Regions from separate parts of the Sus scrofa genome. Here all the other regions are linked to region 1. A link is a contact called in public Hi-C data. All regions are on one chromosome and are shown on one strand. Each heading gives the region's core, a stretch centred on a gene start, on an enhancer-like site or on the middle of the called end of the contact. The rest is flanking DNA. Distances are from core to core; before and after follow the strand shown. Region 1 holds the start of LOC100525876 (ATPase family AAA domain-containing protein 3). Region 2 holds the start of CDK11B (cyclin-dependent kinase 11B). Region 3 holds the start of MXRA8 (matrix remodeling-associated protein 8).

Region 1 (4,342 bases), core at 1,079-3,578:
CCCCCCATCTCTAGGCTCAAGGTCAGGCTGGAGGCCAAGCTCTCCACCTGCATCTTTAGTTTCTGCAGTCTCCCCCCGGGTCCTCAGCGCGGGAGGATTCCCTCAGAGGAAAAAGAACATGCTGTGGGGGAGGGGATCCCATCAGCAACACAGCTCAGCAGGGGCAGTGAGGACCCCGCGTGTGTCAGTTATACACGAACGCGGAGTTCCCGTCCTGGCTCAGCCGTAATGAACCCAACCAGTATCCATGAGGTTTCGGGTTTGATCCCTGGCTTTGCTCAGTGAGTTAAGGATCCGGCATTGCCGTGAGCTGTGGTGTAGGTCACAGATGCGGCTCAGATCTGGCATGGCTGTGGCTGTGGTGTAGGCCAGCAGCTGTAGCTCCAACTGGACCCCTAGCCTGGGAGCCTCCATATGCCGCGAGTGCGGCCCTAAAAGGAAAAAAAGATTCAATTAAATTAAAAAAACACAAAGCTTTATTTTCAAAGTTATTCCTTGTCATATAAATGTATACAAACTTTTCAAATGCTAGCCTGTGGATGGAGCGAGAGGGCCTGTGGCTTCACTTCTCTTACCCATTTCCCCAGCTTTATCCATCAAAGCCTGCCAGGGGTGTCCTTGGAGGTATGGTTTGTGGCTGGAACATTAAAAACCTTGGTGACAGCCAACAGGAGGCAGCTGGCTGGAAAAGCCCTTTGGGTTTTCTCTTCATTTGGGAAAACAAAACAAACAACATACTGCAGACAGGATTATCTTACATGTTTTCCTTTTTTTTTTTTTTTTTTTTTTTTTTTGTCTTTTTGCCATTTCTTCGGCCTCTCCCGTGGCATATGGAGGTTCCCAGGCTAGGGATCAAATTGGAGCTGTAGCCACCTGCCAGAGCCACAGCAATGTGGGATCCAAGTTGTGTGTGCCACCTACACCACAGGTCACGGCAACACCAGATCCCTAACCCACTGAGCAAGGCCAGGGATCAAACCCCAAACCTCATGGCTCTTAAACGGATTTGTTAACCCCTGAGCCATGACGGGAACTCCTTTTTTTTTTTTTTTTTTTAATGGCCACACCCAAAGCATTTGGAAGATCCTGGGCCAGGGATTGAATCTGAGTCACAGCTGTGACCTACAACGCCGGATACTTTAACCCATGGGACTGGCCATGGGATAGAATCCATGATCCCAGCCGTTGCAGTTTAATCCTTGACCACTGCAACACAGCTGGAACTCTCCCCCCCCCATTTTTTATTCAGGCTTAAAATTGTTTGTTATTTAAATCTAGTGGAGAAACTCACTGTGTATAATTTTGGGAACGCAACAAATTCCATCAGGGAAAGAATTCAGGAGCAATTTGGATTTTGGTCCAAGAAGTGAATTCTGCTAACTTTGGACACTGGGTTCCGGAGCAGCCCTGGCCTTGTCCATCCTTGTTCCTTCTCCCCCAGCGGTCTGGCCTGGACCTTGGTCCCAGAAGCTGTCATGTGGCCTTCAGAGGTTCCCAAGGAAAACGCTCAGGGATCAGTGACCAGACCCAAGACCCCTCCGCCCAGAGGAGCGCTCTTCTGGCGAGGGCGCCCTCTGTGGGGCCTTGGGGGCTCTGCCTTCGCATACTTTGGGTGGAGATCCCTGTCCGCTCCCTTGTGAGCCACTTTAAGTAAAGAAAGGATCATACAACAGCGGACCGCTGTTTTGCTGAGACGCTGGCGGCTTGGGAGGGCCCTTCATCCTCCTAGCAGGAGACTGGCCAGGGCCGCGCTTCTGCCCTTGTATCATCTCAGTGAGAGCCGAATGGATGCGTTGGCACCGCACCGCGCCAGGCTCCACTTGTCCCGCGCCGCCCGGCCTGTGGGGCAGCCCGCCCTGCGCGGGACACGCCCAGCCCGCGCTCCGCCGTCCGCAGGGTCTCTTGGCCTCCCGCTCCCCCGGCCTTCCTTCCCCGGGCAGGGACCTTTCCAACCGATCCCTCAGGCTCTTCCTCCCGCGGCCGCTTCCTCGGTCGGGACCCCGCGCATCAAGAGCGCCCGGCTCCCAGACCTGCCTCTCGGTTTCACCCGGGGCTGGAACTCCATGGGTGCCCATGGCAACGGGATCAGTGTCACGGCTACGAGGAACTGACGTATCCAAGGGCACGCACGCGCCCAGCCCTTCAATTTTGTCCCTGACCGGCCGCTGTCACCTCGCCCCGCCCCTCTGGGGACCTGCCCCCTAAGCCAGCTCTTGCAATCGCGGCCGCGACGCCGTGACGTCACTCGCCTGCGACCAATCCAAGTGCCGCGCTCGGGACGTGGCCCTCACGCGCACCCGTCGCCCGGGAGGCGGGGCCGCTGTCGCGCCTGCGCAGAGTCAGTGCCGCCGGCTCCCGGCGCGTGGGGGCTGCACTTCGCTACTCGTGTCTACTCGGCTTCGGATCCTTGAGCCTGCGGCGCCCGGTGCTCACTGGCCATGTCGTGGCTCTTCGGCATCAAGGGCCCCAAGGGCGAAGGCGCTGGGCCGCCGCTGCCGCTGCCGCCTGCGCAGCCCGGGGCGGAGGGCGGGGGGACCGCGGCGCAGGGGACCGGCCGGCGCCCAAGGACAAATGGAGCAACTTCGACCCCACGGGCCTGGAGCGCGCGGCCAAAGCGGCGCGCGAGCTGGAGCACTCGCGTGAGTGCCGCTGGGGGGCTCGGTCAGGGCGGCCCCTGGGGGGTTCGGGGGCATCTGGCCCTCGGTGGTCTGAGCCATGGAGCTCTTGTCGGGAGAGGAAATCGGCTTCCAGCGGTAAACCCAATGGAGCCACTCTGCGTGCAGGGAGGTTCGGGATCCCCTGACCCTTTGGCACCTTCCCAGCTGCCACACGTCTTTCAGGGGGGAAACCGGTGGCGAGGGGACTAAGGGTACAGGTAGCAGCTGGCGGGGCTGCACCTTCGTTTTTAGGTACCACCTATTGCTCCCTCCACGTGGAATGGCCAGAGCTGGCTGGGTTGGGGATTTTCTTGTGGTGGATGCTAGCAATTTTTTGCTGAAGAGGGGAGCGCGTTTGAGGGTAATTGGTTTTAAGGAAAATAAAGTAGATCTGCACTTACTGTTGAGAAACGTTAGCTTTCAAGTGAGGTCTGCAAAGCAGCAGATCACCGATCAGCCCTGGCCCAGCTGATGACTGACCTTCCTAACCCGGGCCCTGAGGCATCAGTGGTGATGGCACCTTCACTAAGCCCACGTGCTTTCCTCCCAGCTTCCTTCCTCTGTGGCTTTAAACCACTTGTGTCCAGATTGCAGCGTGTGCGTTTGAGAGTCTGGAACACATGCTCAGCACGCGCCAAGTAAATACTTCGCTCTCAAACCTTTAAATAGAGGTGCCTTTTTCTCAAAGGAGATCTTAGAGAGTAGTTTGTGGCAAGCAGGTATAAGCGGAGTCTTCCTGTCGAAGGAGGATGTGGCCTGGCACTCTGTGGCTCAGTCCCCGCCCTTCTGCAGGGGTCACAGAATTTCCTGGGCAAAGGTCTCCAGCCTGCCTGGCTCTCAGATCCTGGAAGGGACATTCAGAGCATTTGGATATTCGGGCCTGGGGCCCAGGGCTGCCTATTTCCTTAGGCCTGACTGGGAAACGCCCCATCCCAGACTACGTGTGTTAAGTTTGCAAGGTCATTTCAACAGTCAGGTTGGATTGAGAGATAGTGGCTGGGCTTCAGGACACCTCAGATGATGACACTTTTGTTACGGGATGTAATTTCTTAGGTTTCTGTGGGAGCTTCGCCCATTCACCCTGCCCAGAATTTCAAAGTGTTTCTCCTTTTGGAAGGTAAATCCTGACTCTTGGTCCGCAGTTAGATTCTTAACCCACGGCGGGAACTCTTCTGCTTCACTTTTTTTCTTGCCATCCCCCTGGCTTCTCTGCTGGCCCGGGGGGGAGAGGTTTCGCCTCGGTCAGCTGCCTCTTCCTGTCCCCAAGCCCTCCTTCCCAGCGTGCCTCTGGCCCCTTAGCAGGCCTGTCTTCTGGGCTGCTCACCACCAGCAGTGCCCCCCCTGGTTGGCCCCAGCCCACTCTTGTTCTCCACGTGGCTGTCTGCACGCAAACCAGACATGTCCTTGCTGCTCCTCACAGCCTGACTGCTGTCTCTGTCCCTTGCGGCCCAGCCGGATGCTCTCTGGTTCCCCAGGTCTCTGGGAAGCAGCCTGGAAATGTGTGGCCTCGGGGCAGTGCACTGGTGGGGCCTCGACCCTGTCCACAGTGAAGCACCGCACGCAGGTCCGTCCTGACGTTCGGCTTTCCCAGCAGGGAGAGGACGGGGCTCAGATTCTTTCCAGGACACCCGTGTGTTGCCACGTGTCGACACACACGAGTTCCCCCCGATGAGGAAAGCATGCCT
Region 2 (4,342 bases), core at 543-3,042, 110 kb after region 1:
AGAACTCAATTGGTGTCAGGACACAGCCAGCTGTGGTTCAACGAGAAGCGGAACACTTGTGCCCGTGCCTTCTGAGCCCTCAGTACACATGTTCGCTAAGAGTGATGGGCCCTACAGAGTTCCCGCTGTGGCTCAGCGGGTTAAGAATCCAACTAGTATCCATGAGGAAGCGGGTTCGAGCCCTGGCCTTGCTCACTGGGTTAAGGATCTGGTGTCGCCAGGAACTGTGGTGTAGGTCGCAGACGTGGCTCGGATCCTGCGTTGCTGTGGCTGTGGTGTAGGCCGGCAGCTGCGGCTTCAGTTGACCCCTAGCCTGGGAACTTCCATATGCAGCGGGTTTGGCCATAAAAAGCAAAAAAAAAAAAGTGATTGGCCGTGGAGGATGACTGCCTGGATTCCAGTCATTTTTCTCTCATAGCCACATAGCTGTATGTCTAGGGCCAGTTACTTCACATCAGTTTATCATTTGATAAATGGTAAGAAAACCACCTGCAAGACAGCATCATCTGGGGATGAAATAGGACCATCCAGGTGAAGCTTACAGCTCAGCACATGGCCTTCCCCATGCACTGTTTTTGCCCTCAGGAGACTGTTGTTAGACCACCTGGGTTGGGGTGAGGACTCAGCTAACCCCTATTAGGTTTTTCTGCTTAGCCGACAGAAGGTGTGACCAGCTTGATAGTCTCCCCACAGGCTCGGCTTGTCCTGAGAACATTCCACAGCAATTTGCTATCATTCCTGTGACCTTTAGAGTATCCTGTCTCCAGGACTGAGTCACCTGGGGAAGGCCAAGGACTCAGCAGCTCTGCCTGCTCCCAGGATGAGGAGTTTGGCAGACTCTTTGTCACCATCCCCATCCCACACCCCCTTGTCACAGAAGAAACAACAGCCAGGGCACTTTCTAGGGTAGTGACTGTGCTAAGCCAGTGGTGAGCCCCTTAGATTCCCAGTCTCAGCCAACCTCCCTGATTTGCATCTCAGCTTTGACTTTAACACTTCCTAGAATGGGGCCCTGGGCTTCCTTTGCAAAAGCTCCTGGCCCCCAGTCATTGCCCAGCATTCAGAAAGAGCCAAGGGGGATCCCCCTCTGGCACATGGCTATGATGTCCGACAGGGGCCTGGCTCCAGGAAAAATGCAGACAAGCTCTACTCACAGACCTCTGCTCTCCTGAGATTGAGGCCCCGGGCTTACAGTTTGGAATACAACCAGTGAAGGGTTTTTTATCGTTTGTATTTTTTTAAAGTAAACTTGATACTTTCATTGCTAATTTAAAAATAAGTGGCTTTATACTCATTGTGAAAACAAAAACAAAAACAAAAACAGGCCACCTGGGCTGCGCGAGCCTCTGGCCGACTCGACGGCTGCTGCCCCATTACAGGACACGGGGAGGCTGGGGATGGGGGGCTCCAAAGGCGCGCTCGCAGACCGGGCGGCGGGGTCCTGGCTTCTGGGGTTCAGTCGCGTTAACCCGGGGTTCGACACGGCAGGGGTGGGCTCAGGGAGAGTCTTGGCCCGCCGCCTCCTCAACCCCGAGTTCCGCCCGCGGCCCGATGGGACGAGGAAGCGCGGCATGTAGACCGCCCCGGTCACGCGCCCCAGGCCCACCGGGACCCGAGAGCTCGGGTGAGCTGGTCGCGCCAAGTCCCCCTGCCCGCCCCGCCCCGCCACTCACCCGCCGCCGCCGCCGCCGCCGCCGATCCCGGAGCCTGAGAAGAAACAGCGCCCGGCGCGCGCCAGAATGGTCGTCACTTCCTGTTTCGGCGCGGGGATGATGACGTAGGAGGGCAGGCCCCCGCCGCCGGCTCAGGACCCAGCGGGGTACCCAGCGGGGTGCCCAGCGCGCGCCTGCGCGTCACGGCCCGCGTCGACGCCCACCGGTGACGACACCCGGGCCCTGGCCCGGCCCGGCGCGGCTGCGGCGGCTCGTCCCTCCCTGATCCTGGGCGAGCGCGGCGCTCGGGAAGGACCCTGAGTGCTGCTGTAGCGGACTCCGAGTTTTCCGATATGGAGACAGAAGTCTTGCTCGACCTCGCGCAAAACCGGGGCGAGGAGTTTCCCTGTGACGCAGCGGGTTAAGGACCCGGCGTTGTCGCCGGTGTGGCTGCCGGTTGGACCCCCGCGGGGAACGTCCACGTGCCGCAGGCCTGCCGGAGCAAGGACGTGTTTTAAAGCTGGGCTGCGGCTGGGGGTCCTCAGACCTCTTACTCAGATCGGCTTGAGAAGGTTTTTAAAGCCCTGAGATCCCAAGGCTCCTCCTGTGACCAGCTGAAGCTCGTAGAATGCCGTCCTCTTGCCCAGCTCATTACTCTGCAGACTTTTGTGGTCACGGAGAAATGGTAGCTCGACATTTTGGATCTCAGATCTCAAGAAAGGGAATGAAAAACAAACATTCACATTCACTGTCTCGGCGCGGGCAATGTAGACTGTGACGAGGGATTCAGGCCCAAAAAGGGCTCGTGGGCTTGAATTCTCTCCCCTCTGGGAGGGGGTGTTTGCTTGGTTTCCTGAGTTTCTGCAGACAGGGGAACAAACCTTCACTTTTTTCACTCCTTTCATGCTGAAAAGGGGTGAGGGCAGTAAGGAAGCCCCCTTGTTCATTTCAGTAGGGCAAGCATTTGAGAACTACACAAAGAAAAGAAGTACACATTTAACATTTATTTTACTTTTGCAGACCAAGAGCCTTAGATAGTTGCTTAATTTAGTGGCTTACTTCAGACAAAAATAGCCGGGAGGCATCCACAGGATTAATTACAGAGCATCGAGGTATTACTATGGCAGAATTTGCAGTGACTTGAGTTACTTAACAACTACTTTCTGGAAAGAATTGATTTAATCACATAAATACTGAAACAGGTGAAATATAAACCACAGACATCCTGTACAATGTACTTTTAGTTCTCCACAGTTTTGTTTGGTATAAAGCAAATATAATTTGGTTCTGATACAGACAATTACTGGTACAATTTTCAAGTTTCTCAGTGTGGGAGTCACCCTCACTGTGGCCTCCACAGCAGGGCGCCCACAACACACCCTGGCAGGTCCAGACTCAACTCGTACATCTGCAGTCTAGAAACAGCACATGGGTTGGAATGCCAGTTTTCCTCAAATAGAAACTGAAAAACACACAAAGACTTCGCTAATAAGAACAGTTTCCGCCTCAGTTTGGACATCTAGGTATGGATTCAATGGCCATCAAACTCCAAATTGGAGCCCTCGGCAGAACAGGAAGAAGTACTTCAGAGGCAGCAAGCTGGAGGGTTTTACACCCCAAACTGCCCGGGGAATAGCCAACCCTTGGTCAGCACAACCTCCCGACTGCTCTTGGCTCCTCAGCAGAGGCAGAAAAACAGGTAGATCCACCAGGGTTGCTGTGAGGATAAACTCGGAAAAGGAAGAGGTCCCAGAGCTCCCTTGTGGTGCAGAGGGTGAAGGATCCGGCGTTGTCACTGCAGCAGCTTGGGTCCCTGCTGTGGCACGGGTTCAATTCCCGACCCAGGAATTTCCCCATGCTGTTGGGTGTGGCCAAAAAGAATAAGAAGGGGACGAGGAAGAAGAGAAGCAGGAGGAGGAGGAGGCGGAGGTCCCGACCGGGGCACATACACATTTTGGAAAAGAACGGAGCCTTTAGTGACGACACTGGTCAAAAGCAAATGGAAGAGGACTTCCAACTGTGACGGGACCTTCACTTTCCCGACCCAGGGAAAGAGCAAAGATATTTCAGGCACATCACTCGGATGGGCCTCAAGAGATGTGTTGTGTTTCTGTGACAGCCACTGGCCGTCACTAACCCGGTGCCACGCCGGGAAGCAAAGCCCACTCACTAGGTTGGGGAAGAGTACTTCCCGCACAGCTGCATTCAGCTGATGGTCTTTGTGCAGCACTTTTTGTTTGATTCGTCATGTTTATTTGTCCCAAATTAAAGACACATTTTGGATTTTGCAAGAGTATGATCAGCTTTCCAAGGCGGATTATATTAATGCTGATGTGCAGGAAATTATGACTATTGAAATTTTTTTCAAAAAAGCTTTTTATGCCACTCAGTAGTGGAAATTTCCTTGAAAGCTAGACCTCTCTACGTCTCTGTACTCATATAAGTAAGCAGGTAACCAGACGTGGAAGCCTGGATCAGAGCTCATTCACAAAGGCACAGACAATGACCACAGACACAGGAGGAACGGACCCAACACAGCAGGTGACACCCAGCGTTAGTGCTGGTACATGCGTGTATGCAATGGTTCAGTGAAAAGAACATCTTATAAAACTACCAGTCAAAGCTAACTGAAAAACACGGCATGTCTGTACAGTCATTAGACAAAAGGCCAAGCCAGGCCACAGGCTTTG
Region 3 (4,342 bases), core at 483-2,982, 71 kb before region 1:
AAGTTGCCGTCGTGGAAGGCGGAGGGAGGCAGCTGCAAGCGCCCGCGGTCGCGCAGCTTGTACACGCGCTGCTCGCCCGCCGAGTACATGTCCACGAGTCGGTGCGCGGGGCCGCCGGCCGGGCCGCCGCTGAGGTCCCAGTGGACCACACGCTGGCGGTCGTGCAGCCGGTCTTGGGTCCACACCATGCGCGGGCTCTGGCAGCGCAGCACGGCGCGGGCTCCCGCTGCCCAGCTCACTGCGGACTCAGACACCACCGAGCTGTCCGGCCCAGACAGGCCTGGTGGGGAGGGGGGGGTGTCACTGGAGGAAGGGTGAGACCCGAGGGGACAGGTACAGGGTGGTGTTAGCAAGGCAGCAGGAAGACCCACCCGGCTCCCAGGGGAGGGTGGTCACTAACCTGAGGACAGAAGGACAGCAAAGCCTGGAAAGAGAAGTCTGAGTCACACTGGGAAGCAGGACCTGAGACCTGACATCGCGGTCACCCACCCAGACCCCCCCCCCATGGCTCCCTGGGTCCCTTCTCTAGTCCTCACTGAGGTTGGTGCCAACGACACCCCCTTAGCAGGTGGGATAAACCTAGAGGAGCCAGGAGGACACAGACAGGGGTCTCCTTCCCCCCACCCCTCCCAGGCCCCCACCTCATCCTCACAGCAGCCTGCCCTTCTGGAGGTGGGTGGTTAGGCCAGGGTCCGACCCTGCTCAGGCCAGCTCTGGAGCGTGTGCTCGTCCCTAAGGGCCACTCTCAGGAATGGTGGCCACCGTCACTGCAGCGAAGCCACAGAGCCCAGGGCCTGACACCTCAGGCGGGTGTGGGGGCTCCTGCATGGGCATGTCTGGTGTGGCACCTGCCAAGGAGCAGGCCACACGAGCCCTCCGGGGTCCTCAGACCTCTGGTGCCCCTCCCGGGGCGGCGGGGAGGCTCTAAGTCTTCCTAAAGGTCTTCGGCTCGAGAAGGCTGGACGTGGGGAGTGACCCCACCATTTGCCACCCCACAAGCCAAATTCCTGCTCCAGAGATGTGGCCAAGTGCCCAGACGGGACAGAGGAATGCGCCAGGTCAGCAGGCCGGCCTTGGGTGGGGGCTCGGGGGCCTGGGAGTCACGGGGTGGGGGGTGCTCTGGAGTAGACCCCGCGAGCCCCGCTGTTCCCAGGCCCTCTCCATCCCCCGACCGCTCCCCTCCTGACACAGACAGGCTCCCTCTTCCTCAGGAGAGGGAGCCGGGAGGAGGCCCCACACTTCAGCCCCCCTGGCTTCTGTCCCAGAGTCCGCATCCCGCCCCCCCGTGCCGCGAGGGGAGTTCTGTGAGGGGGTCTGACCTAGGACCTCCTCCCCTCCTGGGCCCTGGGGGCCTGATCGCAGTGAGCGGCTCCCTCTGAGGCCCCCTAGAGCCATTCACTTCCCGGCAGGGGCGTCCCCCTTACCCGGGGCTTGAGCCCAAACAGACTCCCTCGGACCCCGGCCACTCAGACTCACTCTGCAGAAGCACAAGTTGCCAGAGAATGACCGGGGACCGCAGCTCCATGGCGCCTGCCTGGCCCGCCAGCTGCTTTGTCTCCCGAGCTCTAACTCTCCCGAAAAACAGCCGGGCCCCTCCTCCTCCCCTTCCTCAGCACCCGCCTTGACATCACGGAGCCCTGGGCCTGTCGCAGTCTGCAGCCCGCCCCTCCGCTCCTGCCCAGCCCCCGGGCCTCCTCCCATCCTTAGCTGCCCTGGTGGGAGGGGCGGGACCTCGGCCGCTGTGTCCCAGAGGGTGAGGGGAGCGAGCCCAGACCTGGCCCCCTCTCTGGTCCGGGAGGGGGCGGCAGTGGCCCAGCCCTCGGAGCAGCAGGAGGGCCTGAGGGCATGCCCCATGTCCTGTGGGTGTCTGTGACATATGGGGCCCTTCTGGGGCCACTGCTGATCTGGGGTTCTGGGGTGAGCACACCCTCAGACCTAGCTCTCTAGGGAGACCCTGGCTCAAGGCGTTGCCCCACACGGGCAGGGCAGCCTGTGGGGTTCAAGGCGGCCCTGCGGCAGGCCCGCAGAAAGGCATCCTGGGGCCAGACCACCAGCCCCTCCTCTGGGAAGTGGGGCGAGAGCAGCTCCCACTGGGGGGCAGGGAACAGGGGCCCCTGCAGGCGGCCTGAGGGGCACTGATGTCCACCAGAGGGCCAGCCAGGAGATGAGAGGCGTGGGACCCCTGTCCCAACGCCCCCACCCCACCTGCCACTGCCAAGGGCAGAGCCTGGTGTCCATGAAACGCTGCCCAGACCGGCCACAGTGCTCCTGGGAGCACCCCACCCCCCCCCAGAGGGGAGGAGAGGAAGGGCCTTCCCAACCGAAGCACAAATTTGAAGCTCTGGGAAAGCTTACAAGTCACATAAACAAATGGGAAATAACAGAGCACGCGCTCTGTACCAAACCCACCCTTTCTAGTTAAGCAAACCTCAAAAAAGGGGAAAAAAAATCTACCAAGCAACCACAAAAACCCACAGTGCATTTTTGAGACTCTGCCCATTCGGATTGAGTTATGGTCACAGCACCATCCCAGCTGCCCGGAGCCTCACTCTCCAACCCGCCCTGGTCCCAAGTCCTCAGCTGATCAAGGAGCCTGACCCAGCCAGACTCCTGGGGAAGGGGAAGAGACTGCTGCAGCAGCCAGAGGGAATGAGGGGTGACAACAGGTCGGACTGGCTGCAAGGACGCCCCACCCCCAGCCTAACGGACAGACGAGTCCTCGAGTCCTCGGCAGGATCCAGGCCCTGGGAGGCGGAGCCCCGTTTCCAAACTGGAATCGGGACCTGTCTCCCTATCCCACCCCACTCCTCCCTGGGCCTTGCATTCTGGAAAAACAAGCCCTGCCTGGCTGGCCTTGAGGCCTGGCCTCTCCTCCTGTTTTTCTAACTGGTTTGTATTAGTGCCGGCGGCCTCCCTCCCAGCCCTTCTCCCTCCTCCAGGCCCCCGCCCACGTCTGTCTCTCCCTCTGCTGCTGTCTCCAGCTCGGCCCTGTTCCTCCTCCGGCTGCCAGGCTGTCTCTCCTCCACGGAGAGATGTCCAAGCAGCATGGCGGGAGGCAGAGATGGCCCAGGTCCGGCCCTCCAGCCTGGAAGGGGACAGGGTCGGCCCCCAGCTCTGAGCTGGGAGCCGGGCCACACCCCAGAGCCCTCGCTCTTCTAGCAGGTTTCCCGGCTGCAGGCCCTACGCTGGGGTCCGTGGGCCTCGCAGAGTCGACCCAGCCATCAGCTCAGCCCAAATGCAGAGCCTGCAGCAGGAAACCAGCCCCTTGTGCTCTTGGGCAAAGGTGGACGGGGCGGTGCAAGGCTGTGGCCCCCATCCTCTGCCTGAGCCCACCTCCCAGTCCTCGGCAGGAAGCAGCTCCAGATGAACACAGAGGCTCAGGAGAGAAGGGGGCTGATATCACCGCAGGGCCCCCTGAGCTCTGGCCCAGCCCCAGCCAGACCGGAGCCTAGATCCACCTCCCTTCTCCTAGGAGCTGGAGGCGGAACGAGGAGGGTCGGCCACCAGCCCAGCTGAGACTCAGACTCTGGCTTCGGTCCTGGGGACCCAGACATTCCAGGCAGCCAGGCTCACTGGGAAGAAAACCCACAGGCGCTCAGAGGCACAAGCAGACACACGGACACATGCTCACACAGGCCGTCCCATCATTCAGCAGACACTGAGCACCCACTGTGTGCCCGGTCCTGGGCTATAGCACCAAACCGGGTGCCAGGCCCCTCCTGCCACTCACACCTGTTTGAGCTGAGGCAGATGGCAGACCTGCTCGCTGATGAATGAAGGCGCTTTAAACACAGCGAGAGGGGGAGTTCCCATTGTGGTGCAGTGGAAAGGAATCTGATGAGTATCCACGAGGATGTGGGTTCAATCCCTGGCCTTGCTCAGTGGGTTAAGGATTCAGTTAAGGTTGCCACGAGCTGTGGTGTAGGTCGCAGACGTCGCTCGGATCCCATGTTGCTGTGGCTGTCATGTAGGCCAGCAGCTCCGATTCGACCCCTAGACTGGAAACTTCCATAGGCTGTGGGTGCAGCCCTCCCCCAAAAAATAAAAATAAACACAGCGAGAGGTGCCGTTAAGAGATTAAAACACATACAGCCTCAGAGGGAGTGACACCCACAAGTGAAGGCCAGGCCAGGGCCAGGAGGCAGCCTGCTGGGGAGCAAGGGTGCCAGGCCCAGGGGTCTGCAGGCTGTGGCCTGGCCACACATGGAGCAAGATGGGGCCTTAAGGCATTTATGCGCAGGAGAGGAGGGTCTGGTGATGCAGAAAACGCCAGGATGGTTAGTTCAGAGCTGTCAGGATTTACAGGACTATGCTAGAAAAAGGCTCTCTGAGGGCCAGGTGG

Evidence for each region. A called contact is a pair of places that touch in the nucleus more often than the background predicts.
Region 2: a contact with region 1 is called in a Hi-C map of skeletal muscle, with 5 times the contacts expected there. The contact joins the promoter of CDK11B here to the promoter of LOC100525876 in region 1. A contact is called at or near these places in 2 of 5 promoter capture datasets (fetal liver and liver), 4 of 47 Hi-C or Micro-C datasets (heart right ventricle, liver and skeletal muscle) and 1 of 2 datasets of contacts at active chromatin or transcription factors (alveolar macrophages).
Region 3: a Hi-C map of fibroblasts shows a contact between it and region 1, with 5 times the contacts expected there. The contact joins the promoter of MXRA8 here to the promoter of LOC100525876 in region 1. A contact is called at or near these places in 2 of 47 Hi-C or Micro-C datasets (fibroblasts and skeletal muscle).

The regions. Positions count from the first base shown.
Region 1 is chr6:63,703,827-63,708,168 of Sscrofa11.1, forward strand. It overlaps LOC100525876 (ATPase family AAA domain-containing protein 3), which reads left to right and starts at 2,329. Exons shown (of 17, transcript XM_003127504.5): 1 at 2,329-2,526; 2 at 2,529-2,639. The coding sequence starts at 2,439.
Region 2 is chr6:63,818,168-63,822,509 of Sscrofa11.1, forward strand. It overlaps CDK11B (cyclin-dependent kinase 11B), which reads right to left and starts at 1,793. Exons shown (of 19, transcript XM_021097470.1): 1 at 1,674-1,793. It overlaps SLC35E2B (solute carrier family 35 member E2B), which reads right to left. Exons shown (of 10, transcript XM_021097474.1): 10 at 2,637-4,342.
Region 3 is chr6:63,633,891-63,638,232 of Sscrofa11.1, forward strand. It overlaps MXRA8 (matrix remodeling-associated protein 8), which reads right to left and starts at 1,733. Exons shown (of 10, transcript XM_003356116.5): 1 at 1,477-1,733; 2 at 401-424; 3 at 1-280. The coding sequence starts at 1,525.